3 separate regions of the Mus musculus genome follow, and all the other regions are linked to region 3. The links are chromatin contacts, called in public Hi-C and Micro-C maps. All regions are on one chromosome and are shown on one strand. Each heading gives the region's core, a stretch centred on a gene start, on an enhancer-like site or on the middle of the called end of the contact. The rest is flanking DNA. Distances are from core to core; before and after follow the strand shown. Region 1 has its middle 130 kb from the start of Gm41290. Region 2 holds the start of Cpq (carboxypeptidase Q). Region 3 overlaps Cpq (carboxypeptidase Q).

Region 1 (4,789 bases), core at 793-3,292, 440 kb before region 3:
CTATTATGTGATGGAGGAAATTTTTTTTTCTGATCCAATGTATTTGGAGATATGTAGGCTTCTATGTTTATGGGCATCTCTTTTTTTAGGCTAAGTAATTTTTCTTCTATAATTTTGTTGAAGATATTTACTGGCCCTTTAAGTTGGGAATCTTCACTCTCTTCTATACTATTATCCTTAGGTTTGACCTTCTTATTGTGTCCTGGATTTCCTGGATGTTTTGGGTTAGGAGCTTTTTGCATTTTGCATTTTCTTTGACTATTGTGTCAATGTTTTCTATGGTATCTTCCACACTTTTATCTCTTGTATTCTGTTGGTGATGCTTTCATCTATGACTCCTGACCTCTTTCCTGTGTTTTCTGTCTCCAGGGTTGTTTCCCTTTGTGATTTCTTTACTGTTTTCATTTCCATTTTTAGATCCTGGATGGTTTTGTTCAATTCTTTCACCTGTTTGGTTATGTTTTCCTGCAATTCTTTAAAGGATTTTTTGTCTCCTCTTTAAGGGCTTCTTGCTGTTTATCTGACTTCTCCTGTATTTCTTTAAGGGAGTTATTTATGTCCTTATTATAGTCCTCTATCATCATCATGAATTGTGATTTTAAACCAGAGTCTAATTTTTCTGGTGTGTTTGGTTATGCAGGACTTTCTGTGGTGGAGAACTGGGTTCTGATGATGACAATTAGCCTTGGTTTCTGTTGCTTATGTTCTTGTCCTTGCCTGTCACCATCTGGTTATCTCTGGTGCTAGCTGGTCTTGCTGTCTCTGACTGTGACTTGTTTCTCCTGCAAGCCTGTATGTTGTATCTGTACTTTTAGGAGACCAGTTCTCTCTGGGAAGAATTTGTATATGAAGAGCTGTGGCACAGGGTCAGTTCTGGCCATAGACAGGAACTGGAACTATCCTGTCCCAGGCTGCTCCTTGGTTCCTATGTCCTGAAGGCTACCCGACGGGTCTGTCAGAGCAGAAGTGATGGTCTTACCTGTGTTCATAGGCATGTCCACACTCTTGGGAGGCCAGCTCTTTTCCAGTGGTATTTGGGTATGTAGTACTGTGGCACAGGATCAGATCTGGATGCTGTTGCACAGGATCAACTCCTGACTGAACTGAATATTTAACCATTCCTCTCTTCAGACCTGGACACCGAATCCCTACTGAGGTGATGACCTTTCATCTGGCTATTCCCAGTTCCAAAATACCTTGTCATCAAAGGTATAGAAGCACTCACATGGGTTTCTTTACTGCTACAAACTACAATCCTGGAGCCTATCCCAAGTAACAAAGTCACTACTGTTGCTTGTGAAATTTAGAGTCTATAGGTTGCTTCTAGGATTGGGATGAGCTTCATCCAAATTCTTTATTATACTGGAAATCATTTTGGCTTTAATTAGAACATATTGGTACCCAGGAATAGACTATAGTTGGGAGAACAAAGAGATTTTTTTGTGAAAGAAAGTTGAGGGTTGTATTTAACAACTGACATTTCTTTGCCCTAAGGACATGGTTGAAAGTTAGACAGTGTTCTTTATAATTGGTACTTAATCAGCATCTACTAGATGAACAAAATAAGGTAAGTGTGAATTGGATATTGATGGATGAGTAAACTTAGATAAAAGAATAGATGAGGTGAACAGGAAGATATCTCTAGTACAAACTCACCAAAGGCACAATGCAAAGATGAATGTGAGGCATTTAATAAAATATAGATGTCCATAAGGCTGTAAATGAAAATAGGATGTGTGGAGAGAGTTTAGGTTCTTGTTACTGATATTAGAGCATTCTGGTTGACTTTTAGCAGAAGATGAGGTAGAGAATTTAATCCTAATTTTGTAAATATCTGTTAAATGGCAATCAGTTTGACCCAAAGACTAAAGAATGTTAAGTTGTCCCTGTGGCTTGCACAGTCACCATCTCCAGGCATGTGAGCTCTTCCCAGGATAACAAACTAAGCCTGTGGGATTCTCACCGTGCCTCACTTCCTGCCTCTCTTATTAGCAGCATTCTTCTCATGTCTCCTTCAAAGCATCTGAGCTGGATGACTAACCTAAAAGCAGCCCACGGAGTGGGAGATGTGGCTCTCCACCTCACAGCTGCTGTTGGCTCCTGGGTTACCAGCTGATTATTTCTTGGTTTCTGAATCCCAAGGGAAAGGTTGTGGGGCCTGAGCCTGACTCAGGAGTGAGTCAGAGCTGAGCATCAAAGATGAAGGACTCCCTGCAGCTGGACACCCTCTTTCAGGGGGATCAAAAATACTGAAAAGGAGAATGGACATTTATATTATTAATCTTTTAAAGAACGTTATGCAACTGACTAGTGTGTTATGGAAAGTCTGAGCTCAGTAGAGGAAGAAAACATAATACTGAAAGCTGAATGCAAGGAAAAATCATTAAAGAAAAATGTAAAACCCATACCACACCCACAGCTGTTCACGGAACTGACCGTGGTTTACTGATTCAGCCTGCTTCTTACTTGCTGTTTTTTCTCTCCTACATGCTCTTCTAACCTTCTCCCCTTTCCTGTTCTCTGCCACTAGTTGAGTTATCCACCCCCTAACTCCCAGGGTGCCTTGTTTTGTATGGACTGTTCCAAGGGTTTTTCATTTGTCATTGTTGTTCACACACACACACACACACACCACAGTTCCCCCCTCTTCTCTTAGTTCATCCATGTCACCTCCCTTCTGCCTACCTTCATCCACTCCTTTTCCATTTCTCTTCAGAAAAGGGCAAGCCTCTTATGGATTGCAACTAAATATGTCATGTTAAGTTTCGGTAAGACTAGACTCTCCCCATGTATTAAGGCTGGACAAGGCAACCCAGTAGGACAAAAAGGGCCCAAAGCATGCAAAAGAGTCAGAGACAGCTCTGATAAGTGGATATATTAGCCCAGAAGCCCAGAAGCCCAGAAGCTCAGAATACCCAAGATACAATTCACAAACCACATGAAACTCAAGAAGAAGGAAGAACATAGTGTGGATACTTCTATTCATCTTAGAAGCAGGGAACAAAACACCCATGAAAGAAGTTACAGAGACAAAGTATTGAGTGGAGACTGAAGAAATGACCATCTAAAGACTGACTTACCTGGGGATCCATCCCATTTACAGTCACCAAACCCAGACACTGTTGTGGATGCCAACAAGTGCTTGCTGACAGAAGCCTGATATAGGTGTCTCCTGAGAGGCTCTGCTAGTGCCTCACACATACAGAGGTGGATGCTCACAGCCATCCATTGGACTGAGCACAGGATCCCCAGTGAAGGAGCTAGAGAAAGGACCCAAGGAGCTGAAGGGGTTTGCAGCCCCATAGAAGGAACAACAATATGAATTAGCCAGTTCCCGCACAGCTCCCAGGGACGAATCCACTAACCAAAGAGGGACTTATGGCTCCAGCTGCATATGCAGCTGAGGATGGCCTAGGTGGTCATCAGTGGGAGGAGAGGCCCTTTGTCCTAAGAAGGCTCGATGCCCCAGTGTTGGGGAATGCCTGGGCCAGGAAGCAGGGGTGGGTGGGTTGGTGAGCAGGGGTAGAGGGTAGGGGATAGGGGTAGGGTATTTTGGAGGAGAAACCAGGAAAGAGGATAACATTTGAAATGTAAATAAGGAAAATATCCAATAAAAAAGAGTCCCAGTAAAAGACCAAGCTACACACCTGTAACATATATACAGAAGATCTAGGTCAGACCCATTCAGGCTTCCTGGTTGTTGATTCAGTCTCTGTGAGACACTATGAGCTTAGATTAGCTGATTTTTTTTTCTTGTGGTGTCTTTGACCCCTCTGGCACCTACAATCCTTCCTTGAGCTCCACCTAACTTCTGTATCACTATTTTCTGGATGAAGTCTCTCTGATGACAATTGGGCCAGACACCAATCTATGAGTATAGCAGAACCATTTCATTGACTTTTTTTTTTTTTTTTTTTTTTTTGGTTTGAATGTTTGGTTCTATTCTAGGTCTAGGGCTGTCCAGCCTCTGGGTCCTGACCCTTGTAAGGTGTTTTCTGTAAACTCATGCTTTTTCCTTCCAGCATCCAGCTTATAGAATAATGACTCTTAGACATAAAATATTTACAAATACCTAGGCCATATAGCCACTATCTCATAACCTAATAACCTATTTATCTTATTCTTTGTTAAGACACATGGCTGGTTACCTCTGCTCAGGTTCATATGTTTGTCCTTCTTAGTGTCCCTGGGGTGAATCCTCTCATGTTTGGCTCTCTTCCAGAATCCAATCTTTCGCCTGGATGTTCCACCTTCTGTTTTCTGCCTAAGCTTATAGGCCAACAGGCTTTTTATTGACAGGTGACTGTTTCTACACATTGCACAAAGTACTTCTTCTACAGGCCCTCCAGCGTCAGGATAGGCTCCTTCTCATGTTGTGGGTCTCAGGCTGGACCAGTCATTATATGGCCATTCCCAGAATTTCTGCACTACCTTTACCCAAGCACATCTTGTAGGCAGGACAAATTGTAGGCTGAAGGTTTTGTAGCTGGGTTGGTGTCTCAATCCCTTCACTGGAAGTCTTGTTTGGTTACAGAAAATGGCTGATTCAGGCTTCATATCCCCCATTGCTAGGATTCTTAGCTAGAAACACCCATGTAGATTCCTGGGAGTTTCCATTGCATGAGGTTTCTAGCTCATCTCTAAGATACCTTCCCCCTCCAATTTCAGTTGTCTCTCCCTATACTCTCTTTCTTTATCCTACCCCAGACATTATCCCTCCTGTTCCCTCTCCTGAATTCCTTCTACCCACTATGATTATTCTATTCCCCCTTTTTAGGTAGATTAAAAT
Region 2 (5,088 bases), core at 2,237-4,736, 380 kb after region 3:
CTCTCTACCTTATTCATTGTGGAGGTTAAGAAAACTGAACCCAAAGCAGTATCAGTATCAGTACCAGCAAAGGCAGATTTTGAAAACACAGAAGTTATCTATCATGTTGCAGAGATCTTCTATCTCTGCTTTCCAACCCCTGGAATTACAGGCATGCCACTGCATCCACTCTGCATTACACTTGGGTCTAATTAAGCATGTGGTCGTTCACTCTCTTCTCAAACTCAGTATTCCATTCCTTATCTGACATATAGCACATACTCAGTAAACTGTTGGGATATTAATATTTGCTGAATAAAATAATAACTAAGGAGAAGCACACCAATTGGTCCTACTACTATGCAATAGTACAGAAAGGAGCCCAGAGTAAAATGGGGTGGCTGATACCTATAATCCTAGCACTTGGGAGACTCAGGTGCATGGGCTGGTGACAGCAAGTTTGAAGGCAGCCTTGGTTACATAGTGAGTTCCTGAGCAACTGAACTACAGAGTAAAACATTGTTTTAAAACATAAAGGTTGAGAAGAGATAAAAGGATGGAGGAAAGAAGGAGCAAGGAAGGGAAGGAGAAATGATGAAATGAAGAAAGGAAGAACGTGTCCAGAAATAAAGAGAAAAGAATAATAATCTCAAGATGGAAAGTACATGAATGGATAGTTTGTTTTTAAAAGCTAAGTGGTTTAGAGAAAATATGAGTGGGGGCAGAGAAAGTACATTGCAAAGCTCCAGCCCCAGGGCAAGTAATAAAAGTTCCTGCTTTAATTTTTTTCCATAATATTGTGAGCAATAGGAAAGTCTATTCCATCTCACCAGCCTCAGGACAAAAAGCTCCAGCCTCCTGAGATAAATAAAATTGGCAAGGACTCTCGGCTTTCTAGGCACCAACCATTGGTTTCTGCCTTCCCTGAGACTAAACCTGGCAGGCAAAAGAAAACAAAATAATTTCCACTTATTTTATAGGCTACCTTTTTTGCTCTCATCAATTAATTATAAGGGTCCTGGAAGTCCATTTTACATTCCCAGTGTTCCCCATTAGGAGGATGTCAAGCAGCCTCTTACCAAAGACACAAAGTTAGGACACACACATACAAAAAAACAATGCTTAGATCTCATGGTGCAGTGCCCTTAAATGCTGGTCACTGAACCCTCAATGTCACCTACTTTAAATTCCCTAAATAAGTAAAAGGATGAGGATTTGTGAGCATTTAGGTTGAAAGTGTCAAATCATAGTGGAATTAAAACATTCTTATTTAGGTTTTTTGTTGTTTTTGTTGTTTGTTTGAGAGTATCTCACTTGGATGCTCAGACTGTCCTTGAACTTATAACAATTCTCATTACAGTTATAACTGTGAGTCACCATACCTGGCTGACAATTTGTGTGTGTGTTAACTATGTAGAAATCAGAGGACAATTTGCAGTGTGTGTGTCTGGTCCTGGGATTAAACTTAGTTCCCTCGAGTTGGAAGCATGTGCCTTTACCAACTGGCCATTTTGATGATGCTGGCTAATAATTTTTAAAATAATAAAATAACTAAATCCACCTTAGTAATCCTACTCCCTGGCTCCCATTCACAGTTCACTGGATATGGTAACAATATCCAAATTTTGTACATGTTCGAAAACACAAGGAAACCAGTCTTCCATACCACACAGACTTTCACAGCAGACATTGCCTGATCCCATCTGCTTATGTTCTGAGTCTTGGCTTCCTATTTTTCAAGTACTATTTCTGATAGTTAGGACAAAAGGAGTTTCAAGTTTGCCTTGCTCTTAAGTTTACGGTGAGGATTAGTAGGGTAATATAAGTAAGAAGTTTAAATGAACAATAAAAGTGTGTGGTCAGAGCACCATGAATATCAACTTGTACATTTCATAGTTGAATGACACATGAACCCACAACTGGCTATTTGGGAAAACAACCTGAGAAAGTCAGTCTTTTTCACTAAACAAAACATTTACTCTACCAGATAGACTTGAAATAGGTAGGTAAAAATATGCACCGGCACATGTCTGTGACCCCAGCACTAGCAGGGTGGAGACAAGAGGATTCCTGGAGCTCACTGGCCAACTGATCTAGCAGATTCACTGGACCCCCAGGTCCACTGAGATGTGCTGTCTCCAAAATTTAAAGAATAAAACCTTTGAGGAAGATACCTGTGTTAACCACAGGTCCATACACACATGTACATACACACACACATAATGAAGTTAAAATCTAAAGAGATCAAGTGACAATTCAAAGTCATTGATTTTGGTTTTATGGGGGGGGGGGGTTGTGGAACTTGGGGTCTAGGAAGCAAAACTACAGCAGTGATCAACTGTATTAAAGCACTCTTTATGTGTCATGCACACAAATTACTTTCCTCACTGTGACATATTTTGTTTTCTTCATTCACCTGCAACTAAACCAACCCTTGTCTAAGGAAAATAGACATTGTCCAGTCTTAGATTCATGAGAAGTGTCTGGATTTAAATACAAGTCAGCGACATGGTTCTGCTTTGAGATGTACCTTTGTACCTTGTAAATACATTATATATTTTGGTAACAACGCTGGCTCAAACCAAAAGTGGGGAGAATAAAGCACAAGCAAGCAAGAGTTCAGGTTATTTTGTTTTAGGCAAAATATATTTAATCCAACCAATGGAGATAATAAGGTGCAGGAGTCTAGTAACTAACAACTACAAAGAATCAAACTCCTCTTGATTAACCACAGAGATTGCAAAACACTTAACTCTGAGAAAACAGAGGCGAAAGCCTGTGTGTCTGATGTCTCCATTTCATATTCACTGTGCCATTCATATATTTTGCTCATTCTGCTGCATTTCCTACGCATTTGTCCACTTCATTCATTCAGTTCTACTTCACAGTCAATTATTGGATATTGAGTACGACTATGTATGACAAGTCAGACGCTGACAACTCGAAAATGGGGCCTTTCATATCAGAAATGAAAGAACAGAACTAGGTAGAAAGTGAAAGAAACCACCAAAGCTCTCCCACCCCGTCCTGGTAAAGCCTCTTGCAAGTCAGTTGACTAGGGAAAATTCCAGATAGGGCCTTGAAGGAAGCTCCTAGGCAGTCCAGGGACGGTGCAAGAGACCTTGAAGAAGAGACAGGCACCAGCAATTTTGGTCTCTGCCTCTGGGTTTCAGTGTAACTGCAGGCAGTCTCGTCCTATGCAAGGGCACTCCAGCCCGATCAGGAAGCTCTCTGGCAGCCAGGCCGGCTGACCTCAGCCCACCCTCCCGCCTCTGGGGAGCAGCTGGTCACCCACAGCCTGGGGGGCACTCACCTGATCACGAGGCTCTGCGGAGCAGCAGCGGCCACAACACCCGGTGAGGCCTGCAGACCACAGGCACGTTCGGGGGCGGGACCAGGAAGGTCCTCAGAGCGCACTGGAGCCACAGGGCGGGCCTCCAGAGGCCTCAGGAACAGCCCGGAGCCCCAGTAGTCTGCAGGCCTGGCTTCTTTGTGTGCCAGGACAGCTGTGGAGCCCTCCCTGGCCGGTGGGCGGAGACAAAGGTGCAACCGTCAGCCAGGCCCGAGGCCTGGGCTTTAACTGAGACTGTGGCTGGCTGGACCCGACCCTGAAAGGTCTCCTTGAGCCTGACTTAAGGCAAGTAGGGTCCCCAAGGCCTGGCTTCAAGAGACTTTGTTGGAACCGTCAAACTCCTTCCCAACAAAAGCAACTCAACAGTTATTTTGTTCATGTTATCAATCACCCAGTAGCTAGGGAGGATGGATATGCGGGAAGATGGCCCAGGACTTTGAGGCTTAGCAAGGGCTACAGAATAAATGAGACCCTGTCTCAAAAACAAAATGAAGCACCAGGTTATTTTCTCCCTTCCTTAATAGTTGAAAGACTGTAAGAAAGGAGGTGATCATGAAGGCAGGGGTCATGATCTAAAACTAGGAGATCAGAAAGTCATTTTCAGTCTAGGCATTGTATCAGGGAAAGAGCAATGCTATACTACTCTTGTAGTACATGTGCGCATATTTTTGGCCCATTTATCTATCTGTCTATCTATCTATCTATCTATCTATCTATTCATTCATTCACTTTACATCCTGATCACAGTAGCCCCTCTGCTTTCAGCTCCCCCTTCCCACAGCCCCTGTTTTATCCTCTGCCCCCTTCTCCTCTGAGAAAAGGAAGGACCCCCTTGTGAACCAGTATACCCTGACACATCAAGTCACTGCATGACTTCAGTAGTTTGGGGACCTGCATAAAGTCCAAACTGCAACATGTGCACATGTTTTTAATGTTTTATGTTTTGATAAGTCCAAATTTCTTTACTTAGCCAGACTCTTATCAAAGTTATCTTTGTAAAATACTTTCCAGTTCCTGTCTCTCCTCTTAAAACACACACACACACACAGACATACACACACACAAAACCAAGGAAAAACTTAGGCATGCTGATCCATGTATGTGTTATCTCAAAACACAGAAAATAGAGGCAGGGATATTTTGAGTTTCAGGCTAACCTGGGCTACATAGGTAGATGCTAAGAAAAAGAAAACTCACATACTTAAAAAACAGGAAAGAAAAAATTAAGCATATACAAAGAAAATCATTTTGAGTCCTTTCACCTATGTACAATATAACAATCCCTCTAAACTTTGACTAGTCGCGTTGCCTTTCACAAAATATCACTTCTGTGAGGTATTCAAGGGTCTTTTCAACATGGTCCTAGCTGGCCTTTCCACAAATGGTCCCTGGGGAGTCATATCTAGTCCCAATGATTTACATTTCTCTGAAACTATCTTTGATGAAGAATAGGTTGGATTATTTCCAATCTCCTACAACAGGCTAATTTTGTAAAATGAAATTAATAATCTAGCAAAGGTAACTGAAAAGCTATAAAATGACAGACTCTAGTTTTGTGGAAAAACAAACCTACAGGTTTGCAACAAGTGAAATATCACCTTTTTGACGCTTCTAGCTGCTTACACTCGACTTCTGTGTTTAGCTCATCGTGCACCTGTAAAGACGGCCCATAGACTGTCTCTCTAAGTATAGCTTAGATGGCAGTGCCGTGCTCATGCCGTGCCCAATGCTTCCCAGCCTTTTCTTATGCTGTAAAA
Region 3 (4,420 bases), core at 244-2,743:
TGAGGCCTGAGCGAGGGGCTCCTCTTTCAGTTCCACTTCTTGTTATTGTTCTATGACAAAGGACCTCACTGTGATGTTACTTGTGAACTGTTTACACTTCTGAAACTGTGAATAACCTGTTTTATCCCCACTCCTGGGACTCATGATTTGCTTGTACATTCATACTTTTATGTATTTTTACATTATTTTATGTGTATGGTGTTTTGTCTGCACACATGTTTGTGATCCTTGTGCTTGTCTGGTACACATAGAAGTCAGGGGAGGGCATCAGATCCTTAGGGCTGGATGTCAGGGAGATTACAAGTTAGTATGTAGGTGCTGAAAATAGAAGTTTGGTCCTAGCCAGGTGGTGGAGGTGGTGGGGCACGCCTTTAATCCTAGCACTTGGGAGGCAGAGGCAGGTGGATTTCTGAGTTCCAGGCCAGCCTGGTCTACAAAGTGAGTTCCAGGACAGCCAGAGCTATACAGAGAAACCCTGTCTCAAAAAACCAAAACCAAAAAAAAAAAAAAAAAAAAAAAAAAGAAGAAGAAGTTTGCTCCTCCTCCTCCTCCTCTTCCTCCTCCACAGCAGGCATATACATACTTTCTTCCCCTGTTTACCTGGGGACAGTTAAATAGCTTCTCTTTGAGCTAATGTTCAACTTGTTCTCAAGGTTTCCTGTCCCTATACACTTTACTCTTTAAAAGTTGCTCTCTGAAGTAACCCCCCATCTACAGTGTTGAAGAAGGTTTGTAGATTAGAAAATTGTGGTCTTCCACAGTAGCCTTCTTGCTTCAGGAAGCACCGACTCCTAAGTTTAATATCCGACCAGGCAGTCCTCTGTGTTCCCAGTTCAGAGATCTGTGAATGACTCCCTCCTAACACCACGAAGCTGATGCTGCTTGTTGACTCCAGGTATCAGGGCCTCAAATCCCAGGACTTCAGAGAGAGAGCTTGGCTCAGTGGGGAGGCAATGGTTCTCTAGCTTCCTGCCATATATGAGCACAGCAGAACTATTAAGACTCTTAAGAAAATGGCAAGACTCAGCTAAGAGTTTTATAGGGCCATGAGTATGATCAGACAATAGAAGGGCCATTAGCCACACATAGCATCTTCATCTCACCAGAACATTCTTGCTGACAGGACTGGGTATTGGCCAGTTAGTTGGCCACAAAGGACTAAAAATTCTTAGACAATTATAGAGAATTTTAAAACCCAAATTCAAACCAATGCTTTTGGTTTATGCTGCTATTACAAATGTTAGTGTTCAGCAGATGTTGGATAGTTTTACCTTATGTAGCTCATAATACTGGGAGGCACCAATTCCTCCTTGTTCTTCTGCAGTCCAGAGCACCAGGCGCAGAGTCCTCTTTGGACGCAGCCCTGGGAAAATAATAAAACGCACGTCAATTTGTTTTGAATGTTTTTAAAGTGGTGGAGACCTCATCAGCACTGTGGCGATAAGAGTGAATTAGAGGCACCCGTCTCTTGCTGGTGTTATCATGCACACCTGCTTCAGGGTACAGATGACAGCACAAGGGTACAGCTTCAGAAATAATCTCCAGGGCAAAGTAAAAGTGAAAGTGGTTATGACCCATGTTATTTTCAGGGCCTAGTGTGTGGTCAAGTTCTGTGAAGTATTTATTATACTAATCTAGAAGGCAATGTCAGGAGGAGCCTAAGATCTTAAAGCCTCCCAGAGCTGTCAGTTGGAACCAAATCCCTTAACAGTACTTCAGGATACAGTGAGCAGGGATCACCTTAGCATGAATCCATGGACAAGGTTCTCACGCTCTCCACAGGAACTTAATAACTAAGAGGCTGATGCAAGGTCTGTGGTTAGTCATGGCCATGTACTGGAAAACAGAGTCATTCTGACAAGGTCAATGAAATGTAATTGAAGGAGCCTGCCATTTTTTCACATTACTTCACTAGCAGCATGGCAACCACCTCATGGATTTGCAATAAATAATGAGTATAGATAGTCCCAGACTCAACTTACTAATTTCTACATTGTAACCAAATATGTAGCTATTTAGTAGAAAACCACGTTTGGATTCTGAGGTTTTGTCTTTTCTTGTGCCAGAGACCAGCAGGATGATGCTTTCTCATATGACTGGACAGCAGTAGGAACAAACCACAGTTCCTAGTGGGTCACATGATTACAAGGAACAACCACCAATGCCCTCCACTGTGTGAAGTTGCTGTCACAGGATGCTTGACAGGTGAAGTGCTTGAACATACTTAGGATAGTGGTTCTCTACCTTCCTAATGCTGCAACCCTTTAATATAGTTCTTCGTGATGTGGCATCCCCCAACCATATGGTTCTTTTTATTGCTACCCATAACTGTAATTTTGGTCCTGTTATAAATTGTAATTTAAATACCTCTGTTTTCCAATGGTCTTGGGCAAACCCTGTGAAAGGGTGGTTTGACCCAGCAAAGGGGTCACAACGGTTGAGAACCACTGACTTAGGATTTTTCCTCACAACTTATAATGGTTTGGCAAGGATGCAGCCACCACTCTAAGCTGAGATCCTTTTACTTCAATTCTCAAGTTTTTAACTAATGGTAAACTTGTCACACCTAGAGTCTTGTTTTTTGGAGGGGGGTTACCAGGACTCTCCAGGAATCATTAACTGCAGATTAACTATTAACTTTTGTCTCAATTTTGAAAGTATGATAAAACAATGTTTTAAGTGAGCCACTTTGCTACCAAGGGCTAAAATTTCTCCTGCTTTTAACCTGATAATTGCTAGTAAGTAGCAAAAGCAGAGAATATAAAAGTGGCCTTCAATCTTATTCTAATGATTCATCCACCTTCCTGCAGGTGAAGTGTTAGAGATGATCGCAGTGGATTTTTCAGTGGCTCTGAGGCAGCCATATTACCAATCTCAGGTATATCCACATACCTGCAGCTTTCCACAAGCTACAGTTTGGGCAGTAAATGCTCCTGAGCCATCAAGCCCATCCTGCCCGCTCCAGGCACTGACACATTCTCCTTGCAGAAGCCTGATGATAAGAATCTTGAGGTAAGGAGCTCTACTTCCCTTGAGGTGAGCATAGCTGTGACATCATTTCACATGGAAACATTAGGTGAAAAAACCCAGGTCCCAGATGCCTGCAGTCTGAGTTCCTGGGAAAGCCTGAGCAAAGTACCTCCTCAGGAAATACTGCTGACACTTCTTTACAGTCTATATAGAGCCCAGGTCATTAGTCTCTGGTCCAAAGTTCCAGCCTCGACTGACTGAACCATTTCGGCCACCTATCTCTCTTGCTGCTGCAGCCCTCTCCTTCCCTCAGATGATTGTGGCTGGAAGGATCTTTGCAAAAGTGAAGCCAGACCACACTATTTTTCTGACCCAAACCTCCAATACTACTAGCTTCTGAAAGGCAAAGATTTAGAGTTTAAGTTATCTTTTCTTTTTTTTAAGCTACAAGTATGGTAGGGCCAACATGTAGAGATCAGAGGACAAATTGTGTTTTTTTTTCCTACCATTTGGGTCCTGGGATCTAACTCAGGTGCCAGGCTTAGCAAAAAATGCCTTTAACCAGTGAGCCATATTTACTGGTCCTAGTTTATACTCAAATTTTTAAAAATATGGTAAGGTTATGGATGTTCTGCTTGTACCTATGTATGCATTAGGTTCCCTAGAACTGAGGAGGCTAAAAGAGGGATCAAGTCCCCTAGAACTGGAATTACAGTTCAAATAAAATTCAAAGCTACTTTTACAGCTACATGTCTTCCTAGAATGTTTCTTCAAGCTCATTTCAAGGTTTTATATGTGAGAAAGGGGGTCATATCTAGTAAATCCCACCTTTGATGGTTCACAGCTGTGTAGCTACTCAGTAGTTGGTGGAACCCAGCCTGCTTGTTTGACAAGTAGAGATCATATTATAGATCTGTGCTATAATTCTTCCTCTCGATGGCCAGAATGATGTATGAGGCATGCAATTGACATTAATAATGAACTGTAAAGCTACATGATAACTGTCTAGGACAAAACATACTTTTCACACACACCCAGAGGAAAAGAATCACTTACATACTCAGAGAGGAAATCCTTCCAAGGTCTTTAAGGAATTGGCAATGAAGAGAGGAAGCACCCAACACTGGCTCCATAGTCAACTATAACAGTCAACTATGGCATAAACTTCACAAAGTTGTCAAGGAAAGTGATGTAATCAGGATTTCTAAAGATCTTTGTCCAATTTTTTTTAAAGTATACTTGATGGTATTGTAGAGATGGCTATGTGGCTAAGAATATTGCTACTTTTGTAGAAGACTTGGGTTTTTTCACAATAGACTGGAACTCCAATTCCAAAGAGATCTGAAGTCCTCTTCTTCCTCCATGGGTACCAGAGAAATATGTAGTGTATGAACATACATGCAAGCATTGACAAATACACATAAGATAATAATAAATAAATCTTAAAGAA

Evidence for each region. Hi-C and Micro-C count contacts between places; a contact is called where the count stands out from the background.
Region 1: a contact with region 3 is called in a Hi-C map of the C2C12 cell line, with 2.0 times the contacts expected there. The contact joins two enhancer-like sites. A contact is called at or near these places in 2 of 484 Hi-C or Micro-C datasets (the C2C12 cell line and cortical neurons).
Region 2: a Micro-C map of the HL-1 cell line shows a contact between it and region 3, with 5 times the contacts expected there. The contact joins the promoter of Cpq here to the enhancer-like site in region 3. A contact is called at or near these places in 1 of 39 promoter capture datasets (liver), 2 of 484 Hi-C or Micro-C datasets (the HL-1 cell line and uterus) and 3 of 115 datasets of contacts at active chromatin or transcription factors (the SCID.adh cell line, acute myeloid leukemia and vascular smooth muscle cells).

Annotation. Positions count from the first base shown.
Region 1 is chr15:33,904,579-33,909,367 of GRCm38.p6, reverse strand. No RefSeq gene overlaps it. Among named protein-coding and RNA genes, the nearest start is that of Gm41290, 130 kb to the left of the region's middle. Within about 2 kb of position 2,042, at least 67 of the 459 cell types and tissues checked have an H3K27ac peak or open chromatin away from gene starts, as enhancers often do. A contact at or near this core is called in the C2C12 cell line, where this site is marked.
Region 2 is chr15:33,081,527-33,086,614 of GRCm38.p6, reverse strand. Cpq (carboxypeptidase Q) reads right to left here and starts at 3,486. Exons shown (of 8, transcript NM_176073.4): 1 at 3,293-3,486.
Region 3 is chr15:33,463,569-33,467,988 of GRCm38.p6, reverse strand. Cpq (carboxypeptidase Q) reads right to left here. Exons shown (of 8, transcript NM_176073.4): 6 at 1,272-1,363. Among named protein-coding and RNA genes, the nearest start is that of 4930592A05Rik, 190 kb to the left of the region's middle. Within about 2 kb of position 1,493, at least 16 of the 459 cell types and tissues checked have an H3K27ac peak or open chromatin away from gene starts, as enhancers often do. A contact at or near this core is called in the C2C12 cell line, the HL-1 cell line and the SCID.adh cell line, where this site is marked.